Regions from separate parts of the Triticum aestivum genome. Here region 1 is linked to region 2. Evidence: chromatin contacts called from public Hi-C data. All regions are on one chromosome and are shown on one strand. Each heading gives the region's core, a stretch centred on a gene start, on an enhancer-like site or on the middle of the called end of the contact. The rest is flanking DNA. Distances are from core to core; before and after follow the strand shown. Region 1 holds the start of LOC123098461 (mavicyanin). Region 2 holds the start of LOC123098459 (blue copper protein 1a).

Evidence for each region. A called contact is a pair of places that touch in the nucleus more often than the background predicts.
Region 1: a contact with region 2 is called in a Hi-C map of leaf, with 7 times the contacts expected there. The contact joins the promoter of LOC123098461 here to the promoter of LOC123098459 in region 2. A contact is called at or near these places in 2 of 5 Hi-C or Micro-C datasets (both in leaf).

The regions. Positions count from the first base shown.
Region 1 is chr4D:442,069,357-442,076,202 of IWGSC CS RefSeq v2.1, forward strand. It overlaps LOC123098461 (mavicyanin), which reads left to right and starts at 1,298. Exons shown (of 1, transcript XM_044520448.1): 1 at 1,298-2,177. The coding sequence starts at 1,453. The coding sequence ends at 1,983. It overlaps LOC123098460, which reads right to left and starts at 6,022. Exons shown (of 2, transcript XM_044520447.1): 1 at 5,586-6,022; 2 at 2,996-3,927. The coding sequence starts at 5,876. The coding sequence ends at 3,115.
Region 2 is chr4D:441,882,886-441,889,669 of IWGSC CS RefSeq v2.1, forward strand. LOC123098459 (blue copper protein 1a) reads left to right here and starts at 4,691. Exons shown (of 1, transcript XM_044520446.1): 1 at 4,691-5,571. The coding sequence starts at 4,727. The coding sequence ends at 5,374.

The DNA.
Region 1 (6,846 bases), core at 48-2,547, 180 kb after region 2:
ATGGATTTAGGCTCATTCAAAACACTGGATTCATTGAATTAAAATACGTATTTCACTTATTTCAGAAAGTTGATTTCAATCATTAGAAAAACTCATTTGTTTATGTTCAAAAAACCAATTTCACTCATCTGAAGAAACATATTTCACTCATCTGAAGAAAATAATTTTTACTCACTTGTGAAAATATATTTCACTTAGTTGAGAAAACATATTTCAAAATTGATTTCACTCGATGCAAAGAACTGATTTCAATTATTTCAAAAAACCTATTTCACACAATTCAAAAAGTTATCAAATGGAAAAACAATTTCACTCACTTCATAAAACAGATTTCGCTCATTTATAAAAAAACAATTTCACTTATTTTAGTTGTTTCAAAAAAGTGATTTCACTCATTACAATATCTTTTGTAATGAGTGAAATCACTTTTTTGAAACTAATTTCAGTTGTTTCAAAAAAGTGATTTCACTCGTTACAAAAGATAGATTTCACTCATTTCACTAGTTTCAGAAAAAAATTACACCCACAATATACACACTGAAATATATGTTTCAATTATTTGAAATAATTTATATCTATGAACTTAGTGAAATTTATTTTTTGGACAAAGTGAAATGTGAAACTCGTTATTTCTAAATCTAGTTGAAAAATATTCAAGTTTGAACTTGTTCTGAAGATCATGTTGCAAGGAATTTCAATATATAAAAAAATTCAATAACGTATTTTTAATGTCAAAGATAGTGACAATCTAAAATTGTAAGCAAAAATAAAAAGATGCATTTGTTTGGAAGGGCAGAGAGAGGAAAGAAGTTGCATGCATGCGTACATTGCACTGGCAAAAGTAGTACCTATAGCTGACATACTAGTGCAAAGTGGTGAAAAGAGATGGACCAGCCATCTGACATCCAAAAGTGCTATACGAGAGATGGGTTATGAGAATACTAGTGCTATACAAGAGGTGGGCCACGTGAACGTACGAATCGGAAACCAGACGAACGGTGGATGGCTTGCCGGTACCTCCAGGATCCGGTAAAGAGACTTTGCGAGACCGAGATCCTGGTTGTGGACGAAGGTACGAGCGGCATTCCTTTGCGCGGCTACACGAGCCAGAAAGTCAAGGTTGCTCCAGCATGAGCCACAACCAACTGTGAAGAGGTCAGCATTCAGCAGGCCACCAACCCAAGCCCGGCCGCGTATGACCAGGTACCTACTAGTAGTGCAGTAGTATAATACTAGTGGTGGCTTTTGTTCAAACGCACATGACTACTTAACCCCAAAATCCAATATCCAAATGTCATTCCACCAACCCATCTCGCTAGGCGCTTGGTTGTATATAAAGCGCACGGCAGCATAAAAAATATAACAGCAACCCAACCCCCGCTAAGCATCAGCAGAGTCTTGCCTTCTACCTCCTCTGCTCTGCATTCCTCCTTCCAGTTCCAACCGCAATCAATGGCCGCCATGAAGATCACCCTCCTTGCCGTGGCCGCAATCTCGGCAGTCTTACTAGGCACCGCGTCGGCGGCGACCTACGGTGTCGGCGAGCCGGGCGGTTCGTGGACCCTCAACACCGACTACAGTAACTGGGTGTCCAACAAGAAGTTCCACCCGGGTGACGAGATCGTCTTCAAGTACTCAACCCCGGCGCACAACGTGGTCGAGGTGAGCAAGGCCGGCTACGACTCCTGCAGCACCGACAGCGCCATCAACACCTTAACCTCCGGCAACGACGTCGTCGCCATCAACGCCACCGGCACCCGATACTTCATCTGCGGCATCCCTGGCCACTGCAGCCCCACTGCCGCAGCCAGCATGAAGGTCGTGATCGACGTCGTCCCGAGTTCCTCCTCACCGTCGTCACCCATGCCGGCTGCCGGTCCCGGCGCGAGCAACCTGCCGCCACCCTCCTCTACCGCAACCTCTGCCGGGGCCACAGCAGGATTTGGCCTTGTCGTCCTACTGGCCGCCAGCCTCATGGCTTAGAACGCATATTTCAGCCAGCTGCATCCGGCACGCACATATGAGCTTACATATTGTTTGATTGGTTATTATGGGGAATATATACATGTATTATTGCTTAGAGCGAGGATGTGAGAACTACTTTGTATCTCTCACGTTTGTATGTAATCTACTGGCCTTTAGGCATTTCATATTATTTTTGAGGTAAAATTAGTAAATGTGCGTCAGTAGATTACATACAAACGTGAGAGATACAAAGTAGTTCTCACATCTTCGCTCTAAGCAATAATACATGTATATATTCCCCAGTAATAACCAACCAATCAATATGTAAGCTCATATGTGCCTAGCCAGAGCAAAGTTAGCAACGTCGAAAGAAATTTAATAATATCGATTTGTCATGATTTTTTAACCATCCCATATTATGTTAGTACCTCCGTCCGGAATAAACTATCGCTGAAATGAGTGTTGAACTGTAGTTGAAATGAGTGTATCGTACACTCATTTCAGCGACAGTTAACTCCTCGGAACGGTCGCCCTTTCCCACATGGTGGCTGTCCATCAGTTACGCACGCATCCCACATGGCGGCTGCCCTACAGAAACGTGCGCCTCCACCTCCGGCGTGTCGTCTGCGATGCTCTACGTTATCAGCTCTATCTTCGACGCACATCACAACGCCGCCGCAACCAGGGTAGGCAACGTCCCCGAACGGCCATATGGGCAGCTCATCTCGTAGCCCATCCCGTGTTTCTTGAACATGTGTTTTCACATCCAGAGGACTCGGGACGAAACCATTCGAGTTGGATCCAGATCAAATTCTACGGTACTCAATTTGATAAACAAAACATGTGTCATATACTCCCTCCGTCCGGAATTATTTGCCATATACATCCATTCGAGCGACAAGTAATTTCAGAAGGAGGTAGTTATGACCTAACACATGTTTTGTTAGTCAAACAAATCGATACCATCTCAAAACTTCCAAAAAAATTAGAGAAGCAGGAGTCACATGTACAGTAAAAGTTTTGCAGTCTAAAAATATCAACCGTGTAGTAATCAATTACTGATCTGAGCTCAACTGCTGATAAGGATAACAAATCACAATCAAAACAATGTTGACAAGTAGTAACAAGAACGTAGAACTAGGACATGAATCAATATAGGGTGAACCCAAAGAACTGCCCAACTAGAAGAGCTAACCCCATGCATACAGCTACAAGGGAAGCAGCCCAGGTCAGCTTCTCCGTTATCTTAGGTATCCTATCCTTTAGAGCCTCACTACAAGAACCTACAAAAGCAGTGTAGCTACCCATCGAAAATACAGTCCCGACCAAGAACATACCGAGGTAGGCCGCGCCTGCAAAGCGTGATGGCAGAGCAAGAGCAGGCAAGACCATCAGCAGCGCATCTGGCTGGAGGCCATGGACGACTCCGGTGGCAAATGTTGTGAAGCCAACTTTCTTCTTCCTGGGAGCAACAGCAGGGGCCTGTTGCAAGGGCTCACTGCCACTCATGTCTACACCCTCCAGAATTAGCCCTGACTCTTGGACCTCCGAAGCTTCCCGGATGCCAGTCGCGCCAATCAAAAGAAGGGTCAGACCTACAACTCTTGTTCCCCATATACGGAGAACCTCAATGTGCAAACGATCCTTGAGTAACAAGAAGAGCAGGCCAAAAATTATTTGTCCAGCATCATGGCCACAGCCCCAAAGGGCACCAACTAGTCCACTCTCCAGTCTTGATCTCCCAATTGATAGTGGTGCCAATGCAACAAGATGGTCAGGCCCAGATAAGGTATGTAAGCAGCCCGCGAAGAAACCAGCCCAGCCACTGCTCAATAACTCTGTTGAGAGGAGTCCACCAGATTTGATTACTGGTTGCACCGATGCATAGGCAGGATGGGGAATGCTAGAGTGCAAGGCACTTGCAGTAAGTGTCATAAGCAGGACAAGGGCAGCAGTAGAAGCCTGTGGAACAGAAAATAACTGTTATATCTGAAAATAGGTGCCAAAGAATCACCAAGAAAATTAATAAGAATGGCATAAGCTGTTATGGAATAGATGTCACAGTTTCGTGCATAAACACAACAAAATAGAGCAGAAAGCAAGAAGATCCTAATGGTTAATTAATTTCAGATGATGAAGCGTGCATTCAGATTTAGGGCCAGAACATCATACAGTACGACAAAATACTATACCATAACTTATATAGAATCTCAAATCTGCACATAAGCCCTGGCCCACTTCATAAATGAATGCTTCATACTTCCATTCTAAAATTACTATTTGTTTCATCTAGCAATATTCAAGACCATGTGCGATTCTGTACCTTAATGTCTTAAGGTAAAATATTACTGTTCTTTTTGCATGGGCATAAAAAGGAGATTCTGAGTACCAAAGCGCATGCTAGTGCCAAGAAACAGGTGCAAGAAACAGTTATTAGTTGACTATAAATGGTTGAAGGCCATAGTTGCCCAAAGGTCGCCTGAAGTGGATGAGATAATGATATGCCATAATGTACTCATTATTTACATGTTTATCCATCGTTGTTGTGGTAACAGGCCTGATCTCTAATAAGAAACACTTTGTTTTAGATGGCTATATCTTACTTTTTCAGTTGTCCTAGGGTGAGCAGGCTTTTTGGGTGAGTATGGTACCTGTGGAAACTACTCCTAAAAACTACCTTGATTTTATTAATATATTTCAGAAAAACTCGCAACTATCATCCTAAAAACTTGCAAAATAACTAGTTCACATGATTAAGGGTTTAATGTCTTTGGAAAATAAATTGCCGAGTGAATGTTCGCAGTGAATTTTGAATATAATAACTAAAGCTCACATCGGTTAACAACTATCAAAGATATTCAGTGCGATTAATCATTCTAAGCAGATGCGCCGTTTTAGAAGCTTAGTATTTGCAACATCATGGTTCACAGGTTCAGTGAAGTGCTGCAACCCTGTCCTTGTAATAATAAGCTGCAGTTCAAATGATTCTAGAAGAAGATTCTTGTTGTATCGTGCCATATACATGTTTCACAGATATGATTTTAGTTACTGTTTCATTTCTTTCAGATACATCGCCTTTAACACAATTCACATTAAAATCCACAAGACATTTCCTCCGGTTTAACACAAGTAAGATTGTTTCCTGTGCATTGCCTCTGTCTACCTAGGTGTAAACTGCAAATTAAAGCACAGCTGACACATCCTCTTTTCAACTAAAGAGGCCAAGCGACAACACGAAGAGAATTTCAACTTGTCACCAAGCACACAGTTTCGATTCCTCCTCCATCTATAGGATCAAAATATATAATATTTTCGAACCTATTATACGGAAATAAAGCCTGTTTGGAAGAAGCCAGTCCAATACCGCAAGCTATTCCATGGAAAAGGGGAGATTGCCATCTCCTCCACATGCGCATTAAATACTCCAAGCTGTCAGGATCTGAGGAGTAGAATTCCGGCAATTTCGTGGCTATTTCTTGTAGAATTTTCGTGTATAGGCCACTAGTTAGGACTAAATTCCGCTACAGCGGAGCTGGGGAACCATCTCAGCAATCCTACAACCCTGAGAACCGAATATCTCTGTCTGGATAAGAGAACAGAAATTTGAAATTTCTTCTCACCTTGGGGAGCAGGCTCCCGAGCAGCTTCAACGGAGGCCCAGCCGCCGCCGCCGCCGCCGCCACCACCTCCTCGACGGGTGCCGGGGCAGAAGCACCGTCATGCCGCACCGCGGCGCAGACCGCGGCACCGAGACGCGGCGGCTGCGCGCACAGCCGGGTCCATGGCGCGGCGCTCCCAGCACCCGCGGAGGCGGGGGCGGCGCGGCGGGTGGGGAGGAAGGGGGATCTGCCGGGTAGGTGGATCCGGGGCTGGGCCGGGGAGACCGCCGTCCTGGAGATGAGCCGCTCCATGGCGCCGTGGGGAGGGGGAGGAGGAGGAGCAGGAGAGGAGAGTCCAAGGGGGTGGAGAGAGAGATCGTGCCTGCCAACTTTCGGGACGGGGAGGTTGGGGCCTGCGTGCGGAAGTACGGGCTGGTTGGTTGGTTGCTCGCAGCGCAGCACGGCACGGCAAGGCGGCTGCGTTGCCTTGAGTGTGCACGGGGTGGTTGGGGGCGGGCTGGGGGTGGTGGTGGTGCGACGCGCACGTTCCCTGATTGTTAGTCGCCCGTGACAAGCTTGCCACGATATGCTGTAGTGCTATGGTTTTTCATGGGGGAAATGTCAAACATACTGGTCAGGATTTCCAGCCGGCTATTAGAAAAAGTTCAAAACGAACCTTGAACTCGTAGACGAAAACTAAGTTTGAACCTTGAATTATCTTGGAAATCAGCACAACCTACTACTCGATCCGATCTATTTTGAATCTTGAGAGCGTTCTCAAACAGGGATTGTCGACGTGGCAGGTTTAGGGTTGAATCCCAGGTTCGTTGCCTGCAGTTGCGACTGGGCCAGCCCAACCGACGCAAAACGGGTTTTTTTTCCTTTCCATAAAACGCAAGGCAAAAATACCGACGCAAACAGACGCAAAGTGATATTTTATTTTTCATAAAACACGCAAAGTAAAAAAAGAGAAAAAAAATACAAGGATTCGAGCTTAAACCTGCAGTTGCCGAATTCCTCCGACTAGCCACTAGAACAATTGGCTCTTGTTACTATATTGAAAGGGCCGAACAATTAAACCACGTAGAGCAGTGTCGATATTTGAAACATTTTTTGAAGGGCAAACAAATATTAAAAACATGCAGGGCTGAACAATTTTTTGAAATATCTTTTTTTCTAAAGTGGGAACACTTTTTGAAAAATCTGAATAATTTTATTAAAAACGAACACTTCTTTTGAAAACACAATCTATTTTGAAAAAGTGAACACTATTTGAAACATA
Region 2 (6,784 bases), core at 3,441-5,940:
TTTTGATGTCGTTGTATAGGGTACCTCTAACGCTTATAAGCATGAGAGTAGCTTCTCCATGCCGACTTCTGATACGTCCATTTTGCATCATATTTTGATGTTGATATTTATTGTATTATGGATTGTTATTACACTTCATGATGTATTATTATGCCGTTTTCTCTTATTTTGCAAGATTCACACGAAGAGGGAGAATGCCGACAACTGGATTTCTGGAACAGAAAGAAGCAAATCTGAGATACCTATTCTACACAACTCCAAATGTCCTGAAACTTTACGAATAATTATTTTGGAATATATAAAAAATATTGGGTGAATAAATACCAAGAGGGGACCCACCAGGTGGCCACAAGCCTAGGGACGCACCCTACCCCCAGGGTGCACCCCATGAGTTTGTGGGCCGCTTGGCCATCCTCCGGTGCCCATCTTCTGCTATATGAAGGGTTTTGACCTAGAAAAAAAATAAAGAGAAGACTTTCGGGATGAAGCGTCGCAGTCTCGAGGCGGAACTTGGGCAGAAGCAATCTAGGTCTTCGGCTGAGCGATTCCGCCGGGGAAACTTCTCTCCGGGAGGGGAAAATCGAAGCCATCGTCATCACCAACGATCCTCTCATCATGGGAGGACCAATCTTCATCAACATCTTCACCAGCACCATCTCTCATCTCAAACCCTAGTTCATCTCTTGTATTCAATATTTGTCTCAAAACCTTAGATTGGTAACTGTGGGTTGCCAGTAGAGTTGATTACTCCTTGTAGTTGATGCTAGTTGGTTTATTTGGTGAAAGATCATTTGTCCATATCCTTAATGATATTTAATACCCCTCTGATCATGAACATGAACATGCTTTGTGAGTAGTTACTTTTGTTCCCGTGGACATGGGAAAAGTCTTGTTACAAGTAATCATGTGATTTCGGTATCCGTTTGATATTTTGATGAGATGTATGTTGTCTTTCCTCTAGTGATGTTATGTGAACATCGAGTACATGACACTTCACCATGGTTTGGGCCTAGGGGAAGGAATTGGGAAGTAGCAAGTAGATGATGGGTTGCTAGAGTGATAGAAGCTTACACCATAGTTTATGTGTTGCTTCATAAGGGGCTGATTTGAATCCACATGTTTAATGCTATGGTTAGATTTATCTTAATTCTTCTTTCGTAGTTGCGGATGCTTGTGAGAGGGGTTAATCATAAGTGGGAGGCTTGTCCAAGTAAGGACAACACCCAAGCACCGGTCTACCAACATATAAAATTATCAAAGTAACGAACGTGAATCATATGAGCATGATGAAAACTAACTTTATGATAATTCCCATGTGTCCTCGGGAGCGTTGTTCTTTATATAAGAGTTCGTCCAGGCTTGTCCTTTGCTATAAAATGGATTGAGCCACCTTGCTTCACTTTTGTTACACTTGTTACTTGTTACCCGTTACGAATTACCTTGCTACCAAACTATCCTTTACCGATAATTTCAGTGCTTGCAGAGAACACCTTGCTGAAAATCGCTTGTCATTTTCTTCTGCTCCTCGTTGGGTTCGACACTCTTACTTATCGAAAGGACTACGATTGATCCCCTATACTTGTGGGTCATCAGCTTCCTACTTGAGAGTAGTTATTTGAAGATTTTAGAGTAAATGAAAAAAAATGTACTATCACAACTGGAGAGTCAAACCACCTGTGTTACTAAATGGTCTCACTGTTTTAGCATGTCAATCTTTCATTTCACATTTGCTTATGATAGCTTAGCCTGTAACAAAACTATTGGACTTCACTGGATCTTCTTTTTTCATTAGCACATTTGTATCATCTAGCCAATGCAATGTATCCCATAATGTTCAACCAAATATACTTCTCCACTCATCCAACATGTGTACTCTGTTGTTCTTATAGTTTTTAAGCAGTAACAACAATTGTACAAATCAAGAGAAATTGCACAGGCGTGGCGTTTCGCCGTGGCTTCGCCCGCTAGTTAATGCTAAGTGAGCTCTGATTTGAGAATGGTTGGCTTTCCTGTCCATTAAATATTCAGAGTTGCCTGATGACCTTTTTGCTATGATGGGCAATTCATTTGATCAAACATAGTTCAACCACAAGTGACCGCCACTTCTAATAAATCCCTAACCATGTATTTTTTAGAAAAGAAAAATTCCTAAAAAATTTACATCTTTTTTCAAAGAACAAAATCCCTAACTTTTGCCGTGTGCCCATTACAAATTCCTAAAAGTTGCCATGTTCTTTAGAGAACCAATTTTTAAAATCTGTCATGTGCAATTTCATTACAGGGTGCAAGGCAGTTAAATAATTTTTAGACCATGGCAATTTTATTATTTAGGCCATGTTGTTTTATTGTATATAGAATGTCACTTTCATTATGTAGACCATGGTAGCTTTATTGATTAGACCATGGCAATTATATTATTTATACCATGGTGTTTTTATTGTAGACATCATGGGACTTTTCATTAATTGGACCATGTTTAGACTATGGTTTTTTATTATAGGTAGCATGGCAATATTCTTTTTAAGATCATGGTAGTTTTATGTAGATACCATGACATTTTTATGGCAAATTTACTATTAGACCATGGTAGTTTTATGATAGGTAGCATGAAACTTTTATTGTTTAGACCATGGCAATTTTTATTGTTACTCCATGGCATTTCTATTAATTAGAATTTGGTAGTTTTGTTGAAGGTAGTGTGACAATTTTTTATATCTTTTTCAGAGTTTATTTTTTATCATGTTAATTTTGTTACATGTGACAATTCCGATTGAAACTCCGTCATATGAAAATTCTAGATGTGACAAATCACATGACAAATTCAAAACATAGAAAGTTCAGATTTTTTTTTCAAATTATATGGCAAGTAGTGAACCATGGCAATATGAACACTGTTTTTTTTTGGAATTTCAAAATTGTCATGTGATCTTTACATACATTTTCAAAATTTGTCATGTTTATAGTAAACAATTTTTCCTTAAACTTTGCCATGTGAATCATTTTTTACTTTTTTTTGGAAACTCCCTGCCTTTGATTTTAACAGGAATTTGATTGTTTTTCCTTCATGTTTGCCTATCATTAGTACAAATATTTTTCTAAAATTTTGCCATGCGGCCTTTTTATTTTTTTAATTGTTTGTGCTCAAAGAGAATGATGATTGGGCCTAGAGGCCTGGAAAAAGGCTTGTCCTGCAAAACGTTCGCTGGGGAGATGTTTTCTGCAGCGAACCAAAACGTTCGCTGAGGGTTGCTTCTTTTCTGTAGCAAACCAAAACGTTCGCTGAGGGTTTTGCTTTTGCCAGTGATCGAATCGGTTCACATTGTCCTTCCCTGTGGGGAGCAACAACCAGATATTCAAGTCCTTCAAAAAAGGTTGAAACACTTGGCCGAGTTAATGACTTGCCCAATGGACAAAGCATAAGTGTTTTCCTGTTTGCCTACCATGTTAAAGTCACCGACAACTAACCATGGTCCCACGTGGAGATGACAGCCATCTCTCATAGTCCCTTTGGTCCTTTTTAGTCTGTATATAAGTTTTGTCCGAAATCAAGTCATCTCTATTTTGACCAAACTTATAAAAAATATTGTTAGATTCATTATGAAATGTATTTTCATAGTATATATATTTAGTATCGCAGATGTTGATATTTTTTAATATATATTTGATCAAACTTTACAAAGTTTGCCTTGACACAAATCTACTATGCGAAGTAAAAAAGGCCGGAGTGAGTATCTCTTGCAGAAAAATGATCTTATCCTTATCCACTTGGGGCGGTGATCCACGGTCAAGGCCCATCCTCTTGCACTCGCAGTTGCTCAAGTTGGTGCGTCGTGAGGCGGACCGGTTACACGCACGCTGTAGCCCAAGTTGCTTGTTCCGGTGGTCCCTGCAAATCCCCAATGTCACAACGTATCAATCAAATTAGATAAGAGGGAAGCATAGTCTTTAGCCTGGTAAATGTAGGGCACCACTTCAAATCCCTGTCGAAAGTGCAAAAGAGCCAGATCATATTAGGAACCTGTTGACCTTGGAAGTACAAAGTGCAATGTGCCCTGTGTGTGAAGTATGTCACGAGTGACGTAATCGTGACTTGTGATGACGGATGTGGTTGCTGCACCAGAAATGATGAAGCAAAAAACTATGATACAGCAGTTAAGAACAACATTCAAAAAAACATGTTCGGAATTAAGAAAGAAGCAGTTGCGAGCAAACCCGGTCCTAGTCAGCGAACAAACCCTTCGAGAAATACTCGTGCTGTTGCCACGGTCATGTCCATGCTGAGGACCGGCGTCTGGACAACGGCCGGCTGCAATATTGCAAACACGCAAAGCCGCAGAAATCTTTAAAGAAAGGGAGAGGAACCAAACCCGGCCTATGCTCCTTCTCCTTGTGACCTGGAGCCGCTTAATTTGAACTGTCCCTTGTCAACTAGCCGGGGTAGCTAGCTAGCTCGATGTTGACATCGCCAACGTACTTCCATGCCGTATTGTGATGGTCCACGGCACGTAGCGCAGACCGCGTCCATGTGAAAGTGGAACGGTAGCGAGGCCAGAAAAGGTCAGCCGGCCACCAACCAAGCCCGGGCCGCGTCTGACCACGTACTGGTCGCTGGTTCAAACGCACATGACAATTCAACAGCAAATCTCAATATCCAAATGCCATCCCACGAACCTACCGCGCGCCCCGCAACCGGCCTCGCTTAGGCGCTTGCTTCTATTTAAAGGGCATGGCAGCAGACACCACAGCAACCCAAACCCCGCTAAGCATCAGCATTCAGCAGCACCAGCCTTCTACCTCCTCTGCTTTGCATTCCGCCTTCCAGTTCCAATTCCAACCGCAATCAATGGCTGCCATGAAGATCGCCCTCCTTGCCGTGGCCGCGATGGCCGTCTTGCTAGGCACCGCGTCAGCGGTAACCTACAACGTCGGCGATCAGGGCGGTTGGACCCTCAGCACCGACTACAGCAGCTGGGTGTCCGGCAAGAAGTTCAACGTGGGTGATGAGATCGTCTTCAAGTACTCGACCCCAACGCACGACGTGGTCGAGGTCAGCAAGGCCGGCTACGACTCCTGCAGCATCGACGGCGCCATCAACACCTTGGCCTCCGGCAACGACGTCATCACCCTCAACGCCACCGGCACCCGGTACTTCATCTGTGGCGTCCCTAACCATTGCAGCCCCACCGCCGCCGCCAGCATGAAGGTCGTGATCAACGTCGCCTCGGGCTCCTCCTCGCCGTCGTCACCCATGCCAGCTGCAGGTCCTGGCGCGAGCAACTCTCCCCCGGCGCCGCCCTCCAACGCCGCTACCTCCGTCGGTGCCACAGCAGGATTTGGCCTCGTCGCCCTACTGGCGGCCGGTCTCATGGCTTGAACGCATATATTGATCAGCTGCCGCGCGCACATACGAGCTTTTATATTGTTAACTACTATACTGTAGTTATTATCACGGGTGAATACATGTATTCTTTTTTAGAGCGAGAATGTGATAGTTACTTGTATCTATCACGTCTATATGTAATCTGCAGGCCTTCATGTCTTTTTATATAATGATTCTAGACTATTATTTTATAAGGGTGCGTCAGTGCATGCGCAGCAGTACCAATAGTCTTCTAACTAAAAAGAAAGAATCAATAGTCCTCTCAATTTTATCCAACCATCGACCCAAAATAATAGGTACACCTTTAGAAGCGAGAACTCAAGTGCCAATCTGCACACGAGCACAAATGCTCTGGTTAATTATTGAGAAAAGTCCATTTTTGGTCCCTCAATTCTTCGGTCCGCTCATTTTTGATTCTTCAACTCTAAAACCGGACAGATTGAACCAGCCATTTTTCGTCCCTGCGAGGTTTCGCTGCCGAGTCAACTCGGTTTTGACCACGACGTGAACAGTGCTCTGTTGAACAGTAAATTCAAAAAAATATAGCAAAACAAAATTAAAAAAATCTGAAATTTTATGACATCGAAGATACTCAGATGCGCAAGGTGTGTGCCAATTTTTGTCATGTTTGGAAGTTCGAGAAGCTCGCCGCAAAAAAGCCAAAAGTAAATCTACTCTATGATGAACAGTAAATTAAAAAAATAGCAAAAAAATCTGAATTTTTTTGGCATCAAAGATGCTCAGGTGCGCAAGGTGTGTGCAAAATTTCGTGCTAAAATGACATCCGAGGAGCTCGTGGAAAAAAATAAAATAGCGTACGCGTGCATGCCGCTTTGGGTGGTTTCCAAACCCTCGGATGTCATTTTAGCACGGAAATTTGCATGCACCTTGCCTACCTGAGCATCTTCGATGGAAAAAAAATCAGATTTTTTTGTTATTTTTTTGAATTTACTGTTCAACATAGAGTAAATTTACTTTTGTTTTTTGCCGCGAGCTTCTCGAACGTCCAAACATGACGAAAATTGGCACGCACCTTGTGCATCTGAGTATCTTCGATGTCATAAAATTTCAGATTTTTTGACTTTTTTGCTATTTTTTCGAATTTACTGTTGATCGCAAAACTATTCACGTCATGGTCAAAACCGGGTTGACTCGGCAACGAAACCACGCAGGGAAGTAAAGTGGCTGGTTTTGAGAGTTCGTGGTGCAATCTGTCCGGTTTTAGAGTTAAGGGACCAAAAGTGAGCAGACGGAAGAATTGAGGGACCAAAAGTGGACTTTTCTCTTAATTATCTGACATGATTGTTCTCTCCAAGATTCAGACTGTTTTCCGTCTTGCAGGATGTACTGTAAGGGCACGTCCAACACGGTCCCCTAAATCAAACTCACCCGTCCATGAATTCA